3 separate regions of the Zea mays genome follow, and regions 1 and 2 are each linked to region 3. A link is a contact called in public Hi-C data. All regions are on one chromosome and are shown on one strand. Each heading gives the region's core, a stretch centred on a gene start, on an enhancer-like site or on the middle of the called end of the contact. The rest is flanking DNA. Distances are from core to core; before and after follow the strand shown.

Region 1 (3,054 bases), core at 416-2,915, 200 kb before region 3:
TTATTCGTTTACATAAAAACAATGTTTAGAAATGTTATCTGAAATAACTATTAATAAATTTGTGCAATACAAATTATTTCATTAAAGCATATATATGGTGAGACATTTTACATAAACCATGTTTTCTTGAATTATATGTTTTGTGGCATGAACAAAGGAATCAATATAAATAAATATATAATGTATACCTGCATTGTCATGCTAAGATTTCTGTTTGATGCATCTAATATATGTTTGAAATTCAGAATCAAACTTAGGCTTGAAATGGGAAATGAAAATATGAAATAGAAATAGAAAAAAAGAGAATAAGGAACCGAATTGGGCTTCACTTCCGGCCGATTCACCTTACCAGCCCACCCGCGCCCACCAAAGCCGGCTGACACGCGGACCCTACCTGCCAGCCGCACACCGCGCAGCCTACTCCAACCACGCGTGCGCGCAGCTTCCTCGCTGTTGGCCGGGTGGCTCTCTGACTTGTGGGGCCGACTTGTCAGTACTTCCTTCCCCAAAACGCTCGCAACAGCCGCTGCGATCCCTGCGTGAATACTGCGGGCGCCTGACCGATTTGTCGCGAGATCAGCGTGTTCCACTCGGGATATAAAGCCTAAACTCCACGGCCGCCTTGCCCAACCCATGGCTAGTAGCCGGGCGCCCCTTTTCCCCTCGGCACTCGACTCCCGTGTCTCCCTTGTTTCCTAGCCATGGTGGTGGACCCCTATGACCGGGAGGGCGATCTACGGCCGTCGGCACGACCGCGCACGGCGGGCGTCTTCTCAACCACGTTCTAGGCGCAGTGGAAGCCGGTGGGCCCTGGATCCTCCGCGTGCCACCTCTGCTACACGCCGACTGCGGTGGTGCGCTCGCCATGGCGCACCTGCGCCTCCGTCCCCTCCTGCTTGCAGTAAGGCCCCGCGCACCTCCATGACGCAACTCGTGTGCGCCCGCTCTTGTCACTCGCGGTCGCGCTGCCGCGGCTCCCAGTTGCCGTGCGGGGCAGGGCCAAACTAGACGACGCCCTCGCCGTTTGGGGGTCTGCATGGTTACTCGGGGGCTTGGTCCACGGCGGGCATAACCAGTTGCCGGAGTTGGGCGTCGTCGCCGGTCCGCATCGCGTTGCGAGCACCATCGCCATCGCTACGGTGTCAGAAGAAGAGGGCTACATCGAGCGTCCGCGACGTGAGATTGGGGAGAGAAGGGTTGCCATCGCCATGGACAAAGCACTGGGCCGCAGCCGAAGAACTTCATCTGCGCTAGGGTTGCGCAGCACCGTGACTCGCGCTTCGTCGTCGGCCATCCCCTGCCTCCTTCAACGGTGAGAATTCCCCCTCCTCCAAGTCAACGGGGCCGAGTCACTTGATGTTGGCGCAGTCTTGCGTATTCCAAGAGAAGGTAGAAGACACATGGGGAGCGATAGATTTTGAAATCAAGGGTGGGGATTGGATCCATGGATGGGTAGCCTCGGCCGTCCGATGCGGATCTTGTGTGCGAGAATCGATCTAGGAATTTTAAATCTGGGCGGTTGATTCTCGAACCAATGGTGCTGGTGTAGCGTTCGTTGTGGACTGTGGATCTGTGATCCATGGGTCGTTGTCATAGATTGCGTCGTTAAAGTGGAGATCTAATCTGGGCCACCGGATCTAGATCGGACGGCTCTGAGTCCCCGGTACCTCTTCGCGTTGCCGAGTTGCTAAAGAGCCCTTGTACATTGTACGAATTAACCCGCAGACTAGGGGTAGTGTTAAGGTATTAAACTTAAGTCCTAATATTTTCAGAATGGCCCCTGTGCTCTCGGATTTTTATGTCCGCAGTCCATAATCGTTGGAGGAGTACAAGATTTAAAATAGAAAATGATTTCTAGAATGAAAACAATTACATAAACTTGGTTAATTCATAACTAACTCATTTTAACTCATTTTTGACCTATTCAATTGCATTAATTTTATAATTATATTTTTTATGACCTAGTAACTTTGTTTTAACATGGAAGCCACATTAGAATTGATCACTCAATTAATTTTGTACCAAGCACATAAAGACTTCAGAAAATCATAACTAATACATGTTAACTCTGTTTCAATCCATTCAAGTTGCGTTAGTTTCATATAAATATTTACTACTCAGTAGGAGCATTAATTATACGATATCACATACTTCTATAATTAAGTAACTAATTGATTAATCTATGTTTATTGGGATTAGCTTTGTTAATATGGCATTCTGGTTTTATGGTTATGATTTGACTAAAAGATGATCCTTAATCAAGTAATGACTTAGATTAATGTTGAGTTAATTATTTATAGAACAGTCTCTCATATGATGTATACTAATCAACTTATAATATAGTTTAATAGTTAAATCACATAGATCTCCCATAAATCATAACTCCATAATTGTAACTCCGATTTTAGTGATTCTTGAACCCACAACCTCGTAGCGACGCGTAGATTATTATTATGCAGTTTATTCTTATGTTTGGTGTGATGTTGATTTTGTCTATACCATGTTTGTTTGTATTGCTACGACTAGCAGCGAGGTTACGAGTCACTTGAAGAGCAAGTGGTACCAGGAATCTCAAGTGCCAGACAAGTTGTGCCCTTGACCACTTTATTACCCAATAATATTATATTCTTTATTATCACTATTCAATGCATAGGTCTAGTTTTGATGGGACCCAATAGGTCACCCTAGTCTGTTTATCCTTTTTACCTTGTTTACCCCTGAATCACTTGGGTAGTTTTGCTATTGCTTTATATGGTTTTGGGATTAATATTTCATTATATCCATGTTCCAATTATTCTGTTATGTTATTTATGTTCATGTCAAGATCATTAAATTTTAATTGGAACATGGAGCTTAACTTGAGAAACACGTGCCACCACAAGGGAGGAATGGGACCCCTTGGCTAACTAATTAGGAAAGCTAGTGGAAGACTACCTTACCCGAAAGGGACAAAGGCTGTAGGGGAGTTGCATGCAAGGAGGTTCTCGGGTTGATTTTGCTGCGATGGCGGTCAGACGAGAGATTCTTGCAAGTGCTCTTCCCATAAACTGTAGT
Region 2 (2,704 bases), core at 121-2,620, 190 kb after region 3:
ATTTAAGTGTTTTTTGACAACATGTTGCATAATAAAATAAGGTTACTAAATTGTAAACAGTATTAATATGAGTACAACGCAACTGGAACAGATCAATTTGGAGTTAAAACAAAGAAGTTATGGATTTATTAAGTTTTAGGATTTATTTTCTATATTCAAACAATTTTCTGATTTATTTTATTAAACCTCAGGTCTCATTTGGACTGCAGCACCAATTCCAAAGAGTACAGGGTCTATAATATAAGATTTAGGTACCGGTTTGGGTTCGCACCCTACTCTAGTGTAGTGCTGATCGTCCTCTTGTTCCTGTCCCTCCGGCGGGTTCATGGCTGACGTACTCATGGTGATGCGTGGCCGGCCCCATGGTGTAAGCCTAGGACTCGACTAATACGGCATGGTCCCCCTTCACCATTGTGGGCTCGATGTCCTTTCGCGCGTGTGGATTGGTTTATTCGATATGGCATCCTGTCTTGTTGTTTCTTCCATACCTGCCACTGTAGAGGCCAGTTCCGATGCTGAGGTTGTCCCTGACAGGAGAGTTGTGTTCGTGTCTCATCACCTGCCGGGGTCGAGGTACACTTGCGGCTCTGGCTCAACGCTTAGACTTGCTCGGTGGGACACTTGGTCGCCCGCTTCGCCTCGCAGACTTGCTCGACGGGGAGACTTGGTCGTATGCTCCGCCTCGCAGACTTGCTTGGTGGAGTACTTGGTTGTCTGCTTCGCCTCGCTTATTTGCTCGACGGAGGACTTGGTCGGAGGGGCCGTTCTTAGGGAGTTTTTCCGGCTTTCCTTGGTCGCCCTATTGCTGGGTGTCCGACACAAATTTTTAATACTTTAAATTTAGATGGTGTATATAATTTTTCTACCATATTATGAAAAATAAAAACATATGTAATTAGTAATTCGTAATAAAATAAATTTTTAATGATTTCATGTAATATTTTTTTACTTCTCAAACACGGGTAGTATTGGATATTCCACGATTTTGTCGAATACGAATCTTGATACGGATAGAGAAAAAACTAGAAATCGAATTCAGATACATCTATTTAATATCTATATTAAAAATCGAATATAAATATACATATTAGCATTTTAAGTGAACACGGATAGTTCGGATCTAATTACATCCGAATCCATTACAGTGCGTCTCCTCGTCTCCTTGGCGTGCTCATCATTTGCCGTCTCATGTTCTGGTGACATGACCATGCGTTGCATTGCGTGCAGTTGCAGTTGCACGACAGACAGGTCCTGATTGATCCGTCGGTCGATGGTGGGCACTGCTGGGCATACAAGGAAATGACCCACCGTGCGTGCCTTTGCAGAGGCCGCGGCGAGTGGCCTGCAGCTTCCCCTGCTGGTGTAGCCCGTGTGCTGCCGTGCAACAGGTTTTGCTCTTGCTTGCAGCATCGCTAGCCACACTACAGGCATTCCCTCCCTCTGCACTAAAAAGCCAAACCAACCCCAGCGGAACACGCGCTTCTTCAGTTCAAAGAAACAAAACAAAACAGGGACGTCTTCAGATCACCTTGGACAGATAATACTAGTCGTCTTTGTTGTATTTTTCATTTGTGTTTTTTCCCCTTTCAAGGAGCATCCCAGACGTACATTCACGCCTTCCGATCGAACGTCTCTCTAGTTACGGGGTATTTGGTTTCTATGGGCTAATGTTTAGTCCTTTTATTTTATTCATTTTCAGTGTATAAATCGCTAAATATAGAAACTAAAATAAAGTTTTAGTTTCTATATTTAGTAATTTTAAAATTAAAATAAAATAAAATCTAGAGACTAAACATTAGTCCCTAAAAACCAAACATCCCCTTAGTCACGCGGATTGGCTGGAAGGAGCTGTACCAGCCGGCCGGCCATCAATAAAATGGATCGAGGTTTTATTGCTACGGGTACGAGTTAGTACTAATAATTCTTCCATCATTTAAACGTACGTACGGTCAGCTTGTTTACCATAACTTATTTTCTGCTGGATTACGGAAGTGTTTGTTTGACGGACCAAAAGTTAGTCCTAGAAACTAAACACCCTCTACAATGTACAATGTACAGTATCTCTTCGTATCTTGTTTTGGTATAGACAATTCTTATCCAAGAAATCATTTCATTGAACTCTTTTTTCTCCTTAACTTCGTGCCTAAAATTAGCAAGCTAACTGTTCTCTACTCGTTTAAATCACAATTTTTTTTGTGCCCGCTACGCGCGAACCGCATGGAATAGATACGATTCTCTCTTCGCATCTTGTATAACAACTAGTCTATTACTTCTCAGATAGGCTGTGAGAAAATACTTAAATCCAATATGACACGAAGCCACACGTCCCACAACATTTTAGGATAGTACAGTCTCGTTAGCTAAAGGAAAATAAGTGACCGAACAAGTTATAAAAAAAAGACATGTCATATTTTGAACTCATCTTTCTCGATATTTTGGCTAAGATAATATGGCTGATTAATATATGATATATAGATCATATGTCCACTTTAATTTCAATTTTTTTAGAGAGAATGTTTCACACTGGCTTAACACAACTGATATATTGTACCATCAAATATAAATGGCGTACCATCACAATACGTGAATATTGTACTAGTATTTCATAATGTGATGTTTGTATCCCTACCTAATATCACCGTACATATCTGCAAATCACCAGAATGCCCCTTCGCTTTTCTCTTTTCTTTTTCCCCCACACCTC
Region 3 (2,763 bases), core at 174-2,673:
ATGTGCTACAAATTAAACAACTAATGGTATGGATCTAACCTCAGTTCCATTAATAGTTGTAGGATCTGAAAATCCCAAATTCAGACTTGAAGTAGAGGAATCCAAAACAGCAACAACATCCATTGCTTCACAATGTGCACCAGCAAGAACATCAGTGCCAATCCCATCCAATCCTCGTCAGTTCTAAAATTGTCTTAAACATCACTTCGCCACCCAATCCTCGTCAGTCCTTGCCACCAATAACATTTTCTTATAACAGTATAACACACATTTTGTATATAAGTTATCATGGTATTATATGTCCCCGTTGCAACGCACGGGCACTCACCTAGTATACAATATATATATATATATATATATATATATATATATATATATATATATATATATATGTGTGTGTGTGTGTGTGTGTGTGTGATTTTCAGATTTAGGATTATATTATTGTCCCTTAGACCATTTTAGTGAGAGTTTTATCATAGTTTCATTTTTATTAACTTAGATAACATATCACCATATTTATGATATAACACGATATTTATGATGAGAGAGATAGAGTTTTATGATAGAAGAGAAGGTTTTATCTAAATGAAACTTAAGATACACGATTTTATAGATAAAATTTGGTGTGTCACTTTTGAAAACTGTGCAATAAAACTTTCAATGGAAATGACCTTAGCTGTCTTTTGTCAGCAGAAAACTGATTAAAGTGCTCAATGTTGTACAAGCCCTAGTTGGAGCCTAAGGCTGTCAACAGCCACGTACGCCAGGCCGCCCCCTCCCCTTGATCTGGCGGCTACAGGAGCCCTCCACGGCTGCAACGACGTCCTCTACAAGACCCTCTAGCCAGCAGATGTGAATAGGAAACGGCCACAGCCAGCGTGAGGCCGCCATCCCTTTATTCACTGTTCATTCGTACGGTGCTTTTTTAATAAGTGAAGAAAAAATGATAATAGATGATGAATATGGTTAGATAATGATATTTTATAGTTATAGTGGGTATAGGGAGAAAATATAGAGGGAACCGGTGTGGAAGATAAAAAATAAGATAAAATGTTTATGATGTGACTTAAAAAAATGATATATGGGAAAAATTTAGAGAGAACTAGGACAACAACTAAGTGCTAGTTTGTCCATGTGTTTGGAGCAGTAGACCAAGTAGGCTAGGCACGAAAAGACCTTACTCACCGGTCATTCAAGAGACGGATGGAGAGGCACTAGTGTGCAGAGTGCAGTGCAGCTGCTGCGTGTCGCTGCTCCTGTCTGGGGAACCCAAAAAGATGTTGGAGGGAAGCCCAAAAAATCAAAGCCCTGGACGGCCCTCCTCACCACGCCGCTCGCCGCAGCACTAAAGAAGCCGCTGTTTTGCATGCGTGTCACTCTCTCTCTCTCGCTCCTCCCTCTCCCTCCCCGTTCTCTTTCTATCTCCTGTTCTCCTCTCAAACCTCAATAAAACCACGCTTTCCCTCCTCTCCACTTCGGATTCTGCTCTGCCTTCGCCTCGTCACTACCCACGCCACTGCATAGACCGAGAAAAAGGACGAATTTTTTCCTCGCCGCAACCTCACACCATGGAAGAGGCGATGCCGCCGCCGCCGCCGCCGCTCTCATCTTCCTCCTCCGCCGCCGTGGCCTGAGCTCTCCCATCGCTCGCTCTCTCCATCGGGCCTACCTATCCTAGCAGTGAATAAGTCATGGCAGCTTTCGCCGCGTTGTTCGACCCCCTCTACTGCCCGGAGGAGCACCTCGATCTGTACCACGAAGGACCCGTCGAGGTTGTGGACGAGCAGTGGCAGGACCAGCGCGGACAGCAGCAACCGGCGGCTCTTGACGACGAGCTGCCGGCGCTGTTCGAGGCGCTCCGGGACAAGGAGGGGGTGGTGCTGGCGGGTGATGGGGAGGAGGATGGGTACGGCGGCTCGGCAGGCCGGGAGGCCGCAGTCGGCTGGGCGTCACGCGCCGCGGCACGGCTGGGCTTCTCTGCGCTCACTTCCGCGCTGTCCGCCGCCTACCTGGACCGCTGCTTCCTCCCCGGGGGCGCGCTCCGTCTCGGCGACCAGCCCTGGATGTCGCGCCTCGCCGCCGTCGCCTGTGTCGCGCTCGCCGCCAAGGTCGAGGAAACGCGCGTGCCGCTGCTCCTCGACCTCCAGCTCTGCGCCGCCGCCAGCTCCGACGCTGACGCAGCGGACGCGGACGTGTTCGAGGCCAAGACGGTGCGCCGGATGGAGCTGCTCGTTCTCTCCGCGCTAGGGTGGCGGATGCACCCTGTCACGCCCTTCTCCTACCTCCAGCCTGTCCTCGCCGACGCTGCGATGCGCCTACGCAACTGCGAGGCCGTCCTGCTCGCGGTCATGGCCGGTGCGTGCTTCTCCTCGCGAGTTCCAGGCTTCCAGCCAACGTAGCGTTGTTGCATTTCCGTGCCAAAGACTTGTTTTTTATATTCCAAAAAAATATGGCAGATTGGAGGTGGCCTCGGCACCGGCCCTCGGCGTGGGCCGCCGCCGCATTGCTCACCACAGCCGGCGGCGGCGACGACGACTCGGAGCTGCTCGCGCTCATCAATGCCCCCGAGGTCAGCGCAGCGCAATGCTATAGCATCAGCGGTAGCACTGTAGGTTGCTGCATCCTTCTTGTTGTGAGACCGCGTTGCTTACCAACCATTGGACGCATCGCAGGACGAGACCGCGGAGTGCGCCAAGATCATCTCCGAGGTGACAGGCATGAGCTTCCTTGTCTGCGACGTCGGCGGCATGATCGCCGGGAATA

The links. A called contact is a pair of places that touch in the nucleus more often than the background predicts.
Region 1: a contact with region 3 is called in a Hi-C map of endosperm, with 4 times the contacts expected there. The contact joins the enhancer-like site here to the promoter of LOC100502214 in region 3. A contact is called at or near these places in 2 of 25 Hi-C or Micro-C datasets (endosperm and tassel).
Region 2: a contact with region 3 is called in a Hi-C map of tassel, with 3 times the contacts expected there. The contact joins the enhancer-like site here to the promoter of LOC100502214 in region 3. A contact is called at or near these places in 2 of 25 Hi-C or Micro-C datasets (ear and tassel).

What each region holds. Positions count from the first base shown.
Region 1 is chr7:50,685,401-50,688,454 of Zm-B73-REFERENCE-NAM-5.0, forward strand. No RefSeq gene overlaps it. Among protein-coding and RNA genes, the nearest start is that of LOC103633876, 50 kb to the right of the region's middle. Within about 2 kb of position 1,666, at least 19 of the 20 cell types and tissues checked have an H3K27ac peak or open chromatin away from gene starts, as enhancers often do. A contact at or near this core is called in endosperm and tassel, where this site is marked.
Region 2 is chr7:51,068,746-51,071,449 of Zm-B73-REFERENCE-NAM-5.0, forward strand. No RefSeq gene overlaps it. Among protein-coding and RNA genes, the nearest start is that of LOC100502214, 190 kb to the left of the region's middle. Within about 2 kb of position 1,371, at least 9 of the 20 cell types and tissues checked have an H3K27ac peak or open chromatin away from gene starts, as enhancers often do. A contact at or near this core is called in ear and tassel, where this site is marked.
Region 3 is chr7:50,883,027-50,885,789 of Zm-B73-REFERENCE-NAM-5.0, forward strand. It overlaps LOC100502214 (cyclin10), which reads left to right and starts at 1,424. Exons shown (of 3, transcript NM_001196691.1): 1 at 1,424-2,355; 2 at 2,457-2,569; 3 at 2,673-2,763. The coding sequence starts at 1,692.